Regions from separate parts of the Muntiacus reevesi genome. Here region 1 is linked to region 2. Evidence: chromatin contacts called from public Hi-C data. All regions are on one chromosome and are shown on one strand. The core of a region is the stretch at or near the end of the contact, and the rest is flanking DNA. Distances in the headings are between cores, read along the strand shown.

What was found. A called contact is a pair of places that touch in the nucleus more often than the background predicts.
Region 1: a Hi-C map of muscle shows a contact between it and region 2, with 9 times the contacts expected there. The contact joins the promoter of BOLA3 here to the promoter of STAMBP in region 2. A contact is called at or near these places in 2 of 3 Hi-C or Micro-C datasets (blood and muscle).

Annotation. Positions count from the first base shown.
Region 1 is chr3:91,267,872-91,273,202 of mMunRee1.1, forward strand. BOLA3 (bolA family member 3) reads right to left here and starts at 2,617. Exons shown (of 4, transcript XM_065929580.1): 1 at 2,492-2,617. The coding sequence starts at 2,545.
Region 2 is chr3:90,960,749-90,966,112 of mMunRee1.1, forward strand. It overlaps STAMBP (STAM binding protein), which reads left to right and starts at 1,252. Exons shown (of 10, transcript XM_065929570.1): 1 at 1,252-1,297; 2 at 3,291-3,508. The coding sequence starts at 3,306.

The sequences.
Region 1 (5,331 bases), core at 1,367-3,866, 310 kb after region 2:
CCCATTGAAGTTCCCCAGGATGCAGAATAAACTTTTTTTGAGGGAGGAGTGGAATTGTAAATAACTAACTTGGACTTCAGAGATAACAAGGCCCCTAAGTTAATTCAACAGATGTTTATTCCTCATGACAGTGACACCCTATCATGAAGACAGCTTTAGTGAGGTGCCTGAAGTGCCAAGTGATATGCCCAAGGTTGGATCCCATAGTAAGATGCAGACTAGGTGAGGCCAGGCATGCCCTGCTTGGGCAAGCATGCCACTGACCATGTGCTAATGGGACCAAACAGCACCCACCCTTTAGGCCTGATTAACATTCCACATTCTCTCCATTGGGTATAACCCTGTGACCTACTGCTATAAGGCAGCTATTCTCTGCAATCCTTATTGGAAAGAAGAAACAATTCTGTGAAAGGACCTGAAAGAGGAATATTTTTAGATTATTTACCATTGGAAGTAACATTCTTCCCTCCCCCAATGGCTACCCTAAGGAGCCAGTGCTTCTGATGGGAATGTGTCTTAACCCTTAGGGATGAAGATGCAGAAAATCATGCCAGCAGCCCCTTGGCTAGGTTAAGCACATGCTGAAAAGAGAGACTGAAAATAGCATGGCAGGGACTTCCCTGGAGATCCAGTGGCTAAGACTCTGCACTTCCAATGGAGGGGGCCTGGGTTTGATCCCTGGTGGGGGAACTAGATCCCACATGCAGCAACTAAGAGTTTGCATGCTGCAACTAAAGCTCCTGTATGCTGCAGCAAAGATAAAAAATTCTGCATGCTTCAGCTGAGACCCAGTGCAGCCTAACAAATAAGTAAAAATAAATATTGAAAAAAAGAAAATAAAGTATGGCAGGGCTTCAGTGTCAGGGTAAAGATTTTGGACTTTTTACACAGGCTTCTTGATGCCAATGTAACAGTGCCTTTTGAAGCAAGTCAGGAAAGAGTTCCACATAAGAGTATCTTTAAAAACGGAGTAGTACCAGGCTCCCTGGCTGGAGGGGGATGGTGGGTGGAGTGCTGTTCACCACATGCTGGTGCTGAAGCTACCATCCCTTCACCCGCTCAGTCTTGCCCATCCTCAGGCCTTTTCTGATGGCCTAAAGCAGGGTCCTGTGTTATAGAACCTCAGAGCACCTTCTTTAAAATGCCCTGTGCACTGACTCTTTCACCAATTGGTCTTAGAGGCCAAGACATGGGTCTGTCCTGCTATTGCATTTTTCCAGAACTGACACAGGGCAGGCCCTCAGGAGAACTTGAGTGATGAGTGAATGAATGAGCAGGGGGAAATATCCACACAATTCGGGGCATATGTATTGTGCTGTCATTTGCTCAGTCGTGTCTGACTCTTTGTGACCCCAGGGACTGTAGCCCGCCAGGCTCCTCTGGCCTCGAGGATTCTCCAGGCAAGAATACTGGAGTGGGTTGCCATGCTCTCCTCCAGGGGATCTTCCCAAGCCAGGGATTGGACCCAGGTTCTCCGCATTGCAGGCGGACTGTTTCCCGGCTGAGCCACCAGAGAAAACCGGCATATGTACTAGGCACCCCCAAAGAAGTCCTAATTCTAGCAGGCAGCTGAAATGCAGGTCAGGAGAAAGATCTGGAGGGAGACTGAGTGCTGTTCAGAGGGACAGAATCTTATGTTGTGGACCTGGGTAAGACTGGATGGACCGCAGACCTTCTCTGAAAACGGTGCCCTGGGGGCGGGGCTGGGGGCAAAGGCAGAGGGTAGCCAGGTGGCAGGCAGCGCAGCAGTCACTAAAAGGTGAGAGTGGGGTTAGCACTATGGCTCTTTGGGAAAAGTCTTTCCCTCATCTCTGCTGATCTGCAGGCAGCGGCCTTTAAACCAGCAATCTACTGACAAAACCCCTGGAATGTCGATTGTCCATAATGAAAGTCACCAGCAGCAGTGCCTTTCTTGCTTGGGGGAGGCAGGTCCAAGAGAAGGAAGAATGTAAGAGGAAAGCAAAAGAAATGGATGGAGTGAAGGAAGAATGAATCAGCAAGGGGGAGAAAAAATTAGGAGAACGTATGGTGAGTGCCCTCTACTGGCTCCCAACTCCAGGAGTGTGAGATTTGGAAAGGGTCAAGGTCACAGAAGCCAGGAGGACGTTCCGGAGTCCTGACTCAGTCATAGGAACCGGCACGCACTCCGCGACTCCAGGCTCTGACTCCCACGTCTTCGGCTCAGTAAACCGACATTGCTTTTTCCGTGCCTGCTGGATTACGACTGTTTAGGTATCCGTTCCCCTCGGCCTCAACCCCCACCCCGTTGGGGAGCTCCCCCAGCACGCGCCGGGCCTGACACTTCTCTCAGTACCCGTAGCCGTGGCCACTGAATGAATGAACCAGCAAATCAATGAATGAGAGAAAGGAGGCGAAGCCCCTGGCCCGGCGCGTCGCCCTCCGCGGGCCGTCTCTCCAACCCCGGCCCGCCCCGCGGTCCCAGCGCAGTTCTTGCCCCGGGGCGAGTGGCTCGGTCCCCGTCCACGCTCACCCGGCGGGTTCCGCGAAGCAGAGGCCCTGCCGCGGCCGGGCTCCACGCCGCCATGCCCGGCCGACGCGGCCCGCCGTCCGAGGTCGCCGTGTCGCCCAAAAGACGCGGAGTCCGGGACCAGAGCCGCCGCCGCCACGGGCGAGGCCGCCCCCTGCCGTCCGGAGGCCGCGAGCCGCCCCGCACGCCCGGGACGCCCAGGGCCCCGCCGTCTGCCCTGACTCTCCTGGCTTCCTCTGCCTTCTAGCCCTCGCCCCCAGTGGGTCCTTCCGCCTCGGCCTAGAAGCCGGTGCTCGGACTCCCCGTCGTTCCAAGGACCCTGGTGCCCCAGGTGGAACGCCCCCATTCCTACTCTCCACCAGAAAACCTGCTGCTACACGGAGGAGCTTCGACTTCTCGCTCCATGAGGGAGCCGGGGTAGGATTTTAAGCAGGGGAGTCGTTTTCAGATTTGGGTTTAGAAAGATCATTGGCCCCTGCAAGAGCGGGGACAGTCGCAGTGGTCCAGAGACTAAAGGCCTGAACAGCAGCAGGAATGGGAGGAGTGGACTCAGACACCTGGGAGGTGAATGGACTGGAAGACAGTATTGGCGGGAGAGGGGATGAAGGCGTCAGGGATGACTCTCAGGTTTCTGGCTTGGACAATGAAATGGATAGAGGAGGACTAGGTTTGGGGTGAAGAGGGTCGACTAACTCAGTTTTGGATGTCCCTGAATTTAAGGTGCCTGCAGGAAATGGCTCAGCAGAAGAGCCACTGGAGCCACAGACCTTGGATAGCCTGGCAAACTCTTTAAGATGTTTTGCAAAATTCAAACACCACTCCCATCCGCTGGAAAGCTCAACCAGCAGATCAACTGGAAGCTAAGGAATGATATTGACCTTCCCTGATCCTCCTGACTTGAATCAACTAAAACTTTGACTCTTGACAACTTTTGCCCCCATTCTAGACTGAATTCTCCTCGGCCAAGCCCTTTCATGAATGTGCATATAACCTTAGCTTAAAATTTCTCTGCTTTTACTCTTGGGGAGATACTGTGTTCTCTTTACTTGTTGTCTGATCACCAAGTCATGTTCAATCCTTTGCAACCCCATGGACTGCAGCATGCCAGGCCTCCTTGTCCTTCACTATCTCCCAGAGTTTGCTCAAACTCATGTCCATTGTGTCAGTGATGCCATCCAACCATCTCATCCTGTGTCACCCCAGCATCAGGGTCTTTTCCAATGACTCGGCTCTTCACATCAAGTGGCCAAAGTATCAGAGCTTCAGCTTCAGCACCAGTCCTTCCAATGAATATTCAGGGTTTATTTCCTTTAGGATTGACTAGTTTGATTTCCTTGCTGTCCAAGGGACTCTCAAGTCTTCTACAGCACCAAAATTTGAAAGCATCAATTCTTCGGCACTTAGCTTTCTCAACTGAAAAATAGCCTTCATTATTACTGGACTGCTTGTACCTCCCTATGCAAACTGATGCAACAATATGGCTTATGTGGTAACCAACTCATCTTTTAAAGTCAGTTCAAGCCTTGTCTTCTGATCAGTCATAAATATTCTGTTCAGCACCACTAAAATAATCTGTCACAGAGAAACCTTTTGCCTCCTGTAGGTAGGTTGCCTAAGCCTGAAATAACCTTTTTACTTGCCTTTTAAGTCTTTTCATTTCTGTAGCCCTCTGGAACTCCCCTTTACTGGCTAGATGAGATGCTGCCTGAATTAACAGTCAATAAAGCCAATTAGATTTTTTAAATTTACTGTTGAATTTTGTCTTTTTGACCCTCATAATTTTTCCTTTCATCAGTGCTAATGCTCAATTGTATCCAACTCTTTGCAACCCCATGGACTGTAACCCCCCGAGCTCCTCTGTCCATGGGATTTCCCAGGCAAGAATACTGGAGTGGGTTGCCATTACTTCCTCCAGGGGATCTCCCTGACTCGGAGATTGAACCCATGTCTCCCGCAGCTCTGGCATTGGGCAGGTAGATTCTTTACCACTGGGAAGCCCCAATTTCTCCTTTGCATTACTGTTAATAGCCTCATTTTTTTTTCTTTGCTTGATTCTTTAACAATTAGAGTTGGTGGGATTAGGGATAATTTACAAACTTTCAATTTTTCTTCAGAGATGTAACTAAACTGCCAAAGACATTTCTTCCAGAGTATAGTGGAGAATCACCTCTTTGCTACTTAATGGGGAGGTCTCAATGAGGCAGACCATATCCCATGACCTAGGCTGGTTGATCAGATTTAGGGATTGGCTTAGAGTTGGTCACATGATCTGAGCCAGACTAATCAGAATTGGTCTAGAGACTTTAGGGAACTAAGGAAAATAAAGGATCATTTGCACCTGGGTTGCTAAACTGGTAGAAGGTGTACTCTTGGGGACTATCTTTGTAACCATGTGGGCAGTGCCACAGTGGAAATGAAGCAGGCACAGAGGAAAGGAGAGCTGAGAAGAGATACACGTTTGACATCGTTTGTGCAACTGGAAACAAGCAGAGCCAGAACTGAACACTAAAGCAATTTTAGTTGGTTTAGTTATTTTTAACTAAGAGACCAGTGTTAAATTCACTGAACTGCATTTGCAAAATTCCTTCTTTCCTTTACTGAAAATCAGTACTTTTGCTCCAACATTCTTCACATAACAGTAGCTCACTTCTTTTTTTTCTCCTGGCTGTGTTGGGTCTTCATTGTAGCCTGCGGACCTCTCTTGCTGCAGAGGAGGCAGGCACAGTAGTCGTGGCCCACGAGGCCACGAGCTTAGCTGCCCCATGGCAACCGGAATTTAATTCCCCTACGGGATTGAACCTATGTTCCCTACATTAGAAAGCAATTTCTTAACCCCTAGATCC
Region 2 (5,364 bases), core at 2-2,501:
TTCAACTGGTATCCCACAGGTTGTGTTGAATGGCCAGAAAAAAAAAGTTAATACAATAAAATTTTAATGGCTTAGCCAGTAATCAAAAAAGAACTCGAGGGGCTAAAGTGGTGTCCTAAAGTTTGCAAAATGAAATTTACCTTTAGATCCTACTAGTGGAAACCACTAGAATGACTGCTCAGTTCTCCAAATACTCTTCCTCTGAAAACCTTGTCACTGATCAGGATGGACCTTAACAGCCAATGAGTCCTACGTGGCCTATCTCTCTGGCTACAAAGGTTTAAAACAGAACTCGACATGACCTTTCTGAATGTGGCAATAAACAAAATTAAGGTGAAATTAAGAGCTGAGATTTGAGTAATTTCTAAAAAAAACAAGTGAATGGAAATTTAGGGAAAGCAAATTTCCACATAGAGAAAACCCGAGGATGTGTATTTAGCGTAAAAACTTTAAAGACACAGCTCATCTGGTTTTCCAGTGACTTTGTAATATAAATAGGGTATTATTAGTCTGGTAGAATAGGTTTCAACATGCAATCAATCTTGATAAAGCTCATAGAATTTTCTGCAGAAAACTAGGATACCCTAGCTTTTAGGACTGACATAAATATATAACACGTGCTTCCCAGGTGGCGCTAGTACTAAAGAACCTGCCTACCAATGCAAGAGACATAAGAGATGCAGGTTTGATCCCTAAGTCAGGAAGATTCCCTGGAGGAGGGCATGGCAACCCACTCCAGTATTCTTGCCTGGAGAATCCCAAGGACAGAGGAGCCTGGCAGGCTCCAGTCCATAGGGTCGCACAGAGTTGGACAGGACTGAAACGACTTAGCACGCACGCACAAACATGTAATTCATCTGCACAAATGTGGAGGACACAAAGGCATGGGGTAAGCATGAAGGTTACCAGGCTAATTTCAATACATGTATGATTTATGCAACAGATTTTATCTGATTTCATACTTCTTAAGCTTTCCCAAGGGATGTCGTATTACAACTTGTGTAGCCTTTCCCTGTGTCTGTACTAACCTAAAAGAAAAGCTAGCTTGGTCATTGGGTCCTGTGCCCGTTTCCTCTTCTTCGCTGCTTGATTTTCCTTTACTAAAATGGCCCCGCTCTCTCCTCATTGGTGTTTTCTCCCCCGCAGGTAGCAGCCCTAGCTCCGCCCACGAGTCGCCGCTCGGGTCCTAAGTTCTGGAGACTGTAACTCCCAGACCAGCGGCAGGGGGCGGGGCGGGGCGGGGCGGGTGCCGGACGTGACGTTTTCGGAAGCGCCGAGAGTCGTCCGCGGGGCGCAGGTGGGGAAGGGTCCCGGCAGTGTGGTGGGGCTCGGGTGCCGAGCGTAATCGGAGTCTGACGGGGAGCGGCCACCGTGAGTGTGGGGCCTGCAGCCTTCTCCTCCCTGCGCCCCCTGCCTGGCCTGTCACGCGCGAGGCCCCTGACGGCTCCGGTCCCCAGCTTGGCCCGGCGCGTCCCCTCCTACCGCACGCGATAGACGCGAAAACCTTGAATAATTTTGCCCGGCGTTGACAACTTGGGCTTGAGTGCCTTGGAGAAGGCCTCAAGCAGTTGTCAGTGGACCCTTCTCCGCTGTAAACGCCCCCTTCGCTCATTCCTGGTACTTCCTTTCGCGTCCCAGTCATCTTCCCCCGCCTCGGGTTTTTCCGCCTCTTTCCCTTCTTGTTTTCGGACGCTACATCTCCTCTTTGGAGTGTTGCTCAGTCTTGTGTGGGGCAGCACTTGCTGGCCTTGGGAAGGGGTTTCATTCTCGACCAAAAGATCCTCTCCCGAGAGGTGACAAAGAGCAACAACCTTCTTCTGCTTCAGTTAGCTTTGATGCACTGAGTTTACTAATTAGGCAACTTGGGGAGGTTTTAGACTTACTAGTGGCTTCTTGAGCCCCTGAAAAGACTCCCACAGAGGTGGAATGCCTCTGCATCCCTGGTAGTCCCCACAACTTTTGTACCCTTAGGGTGTTTGAGAAGAAGCTTGGTGGAGGAAGTGTGACCTGGAGATAGAATTGGCTTGGAGAAAATCATCTTTGAGGGAGTGCTTGGAATGGAAAACAACAGTAGATAGACAAATGAAACAAATGTGAGGATTTCTGGGCAGATAAGAATCCTGACTGAAGCAAAAGGTCTCTGTTGGCAATGATTAAGGTTTAAAAGGACAAAAAGTAAGGTTTAAAAGGACCAAATGGGGCCAGTTGACACAGGGCCTTGAATTCCAAAATCTGCTGTAGCTTGTGTATTCTACAGCATGCTGGTTGTGCTGTGTTGCTTCAGGCATGTCTGACTTTGTGACCCTATAGCCTACAGCCCACCAGGCTCCTTTGTCCATGGGATTCTCCAGGCAAAAATACGGGCGTGGGGGGTGTGCTGCAATTGAGTATGCATCAAATACTCAGAATCTTTTTGGAAGTGATGTAGAGTGATATCTGATTGGAAGAAAGAATCTGATTCGAACAGCAACAGTATCAAGAAAGATTGTAGAATGACTGCAACCTGAGACCCAGGGAGGGAAAACTCCCAGGATGTTTTTGTTGTTGTTGTTGGTTTGGGTTTTGCCTTTCAAGTTACCTTTGTGTCCTTTTGTTATTCAAAGAGTACTTAGTCTTCGAAGATATATTTGGGTAAACTGTTTTCTAGATCTAGATTCCTTACCCTGAAATGATGATGATGTAGATTGACTGGACTAGTGGTTTTATGGGGAGAGTCGGGATTATAAATATTCATACTCACACCATTTCCCCTCACTGACCTTGTGCTAAAGCGTGAAAAGTTGTAGACAAAGTCTGTTACTCTCAGGTTAAATGATCAACTTAAAGTCAGTTAACAATCATCAGGAAATGTCATTGAGTATTCTGTCAGATACTGGGATGGGTGGAAGTGGGTAGCTGGGAGGAGAGATAGTGGAAAAAATACAAGATACTGTCTGTCTTCATGGTGCCGAGGTCTGGGCCACCTAATGACAGGGAATGGTTAGCATGAAGAGAGAACTGAAGCCCTTGGGGCTCATTATAGTTATACTCTTTGTACCACCTAATCATGCCACAGGCATTATGGGTTTCTGAGTCTGTCAGTCCTTTCATCCTTGTGAAATGGGCTTTCTTGAGAGTCTCAGGCTTCTTGTGGGAAAGAGACCTTTATTAAAGAGACCTTTAATATGAGCAACAGCATGTGGTGTTTTTCTCTTAATTTCTTTGTAAGGTAGAGGTTTGTTGAGATAAACACCTGTGCTGAGGTGACAGGGGCCTTGGTATTGATGCCATCTTTTGTTTATTTGTTTCAGGACTTCTTGGTCCTCATGTCTGACCATGGAGATGTGAGCCTCCCACCCGAAGACCGGGTGAGGGCTCTGTCCCAAAGGGGTAGCACAGTGGAGATAAATGAAGACATTCCACCCCGCCGGTACTTCCGCTCTGGAGTGGAGATTATCCGAATGGCATCTGTTTACTGTGAGGAAGGCAACATTGAATATGCTTTCATCCTCTATAACAAGTATATCACGTAAGACACCTCCGGTTTCCTTTTTCTTTTCTGGTGACTGATGCCTCACTCATGGTGCTCTTGTGCTCATTTATGTCTGCTCAGAATCACTAAAACCAGAGAGAACTTGACAACATCATTATCATTAATCATTTTTGCTGGCAGCTCCTACATATTAGCTGTTCTTGACATTCAAAGACATGGGTACTGAAAGTGTTGTTTTCATGACTCAGTAATTTCATGAGTAAGAGACCTAGCTCTTTGGGCTGTGCCCACATGGCCCAGCTGTTAGGCAAGAGAGTTGGTGTTTAAACTATACATGTTTTGTATTGATGAAGGTTTTTTCCTATCCCCTCTCTATTAAGGCAGCCAATCAGAGGATTATTGTTGAGGTTTAGCAGAGCCAAAATTCCTCAGCACTACTTATTTTGTAGCAAATTGAGTGTCTCAGGAAAGAGTTTTTTCTTAACCTTTATCATAATCATGTAAATCATTAAATAAGTATTGGCCACCTACAGTTTGTATAGCTCATCATAAGACCTTTCCCTTGAGTTGCTTAGCCTCTTGCAGCATGAATTGAAGATTTCAGTTAACAGGAACAATTGCTAAAGTCCCAGTGACACTGGAAAAGATGTATAATTTAGGAAGGGAATAATAATGTTAAAAGATTCCATTTGTAATTTCTAGTCTTGTCCTTTCATAATAGTAGGACCTTAAGATAATAATAATTACAGTGTATTTGTATAGCTCTTAAATAGTTCATAGAAATTTCACCTGCATTTGTGTCAATTGATCTTCACAGTTCTGTGTGCACTGTGTGGGGCACATCGTCCTTCCATTCTGCAGATCAGGAAACACCTTCCAAGTTCAGTGGTAGGCTTTATTTCACAATTTGGAGTGGCAAAACCTGGATTTTCCAACTCTTAATTCAGGATTCTTTCTACAACATAAGTCTTATTCTTTTTGTTTTCTTTTTGGTGATGTTTCTTGAATTGAAGGTAGTCTTTTGAATTATAGTCTGGAGACACACTAATTTTGGGTTATTTTTTACTGTTTTTTGAATAGGTAACATGTGCATGTAGTGTAGAATTCAGAAGGCACAAAAGCGTATATGTATTTAAAAACTTAATTTCCCTACCACTCCTCTTTTCCCCCAAACCTTTAGTTCCCCTCCCCACAGGCAGTCACTCTTACTAGTTTCTTACATGTTCTTCCAGAGGTGATGGATGCATGTTAATTATATGATATTAAGTTTTTGATCACATACTGCTCTAAAGCAGTGCTTGTCAACTTTGGTGTTAGTGACATTTTGGGTTGAACAGTACTTTGTTGCACGGAATGGCCTGTGCACTTTATTGTGTTCAGCAGCATCTTTGGTCTCTCTACTCACTAGCTGCCAGTAGAACCGCTTACCCCCGAGTTGTGACAACCCAGAATGTCTCCAGATATTACTAACGCTTTCTGAGAGGCAAAACTGCCCCAGTTGAGAGCCACTACTCTGAAGAAAAGGAGGTGTAAGAGTGAGTTGCCTAGAATTCGTATTGTAATTTTAGAATGGAACAAAGGGAGTGCTGTGGTTTTTTGAAGTTTATAAGTCGCATCTGTTTCCTCAGGGATGTTGCAGTCCATCCATATCACAGTTCCCTGGTATGTGGCCTCAAAGCCGATAAAGTTTCATAGAATTATAACTACATTTCTCCCTCTCTTTGCTATTAGGAATTTTTCATTCCTAGGCACAATGGGCACAAAATTTATTTCCCTGAGACATTTCTCTGGCTATTGTCCTCCTCTTCATTTACTCTGCTGCTGGTAGAAATAGTATATTTCCAGTAATTTGTAGACAGATCTCAGAATGAAGGGCACAGTTCCTTTGGGAA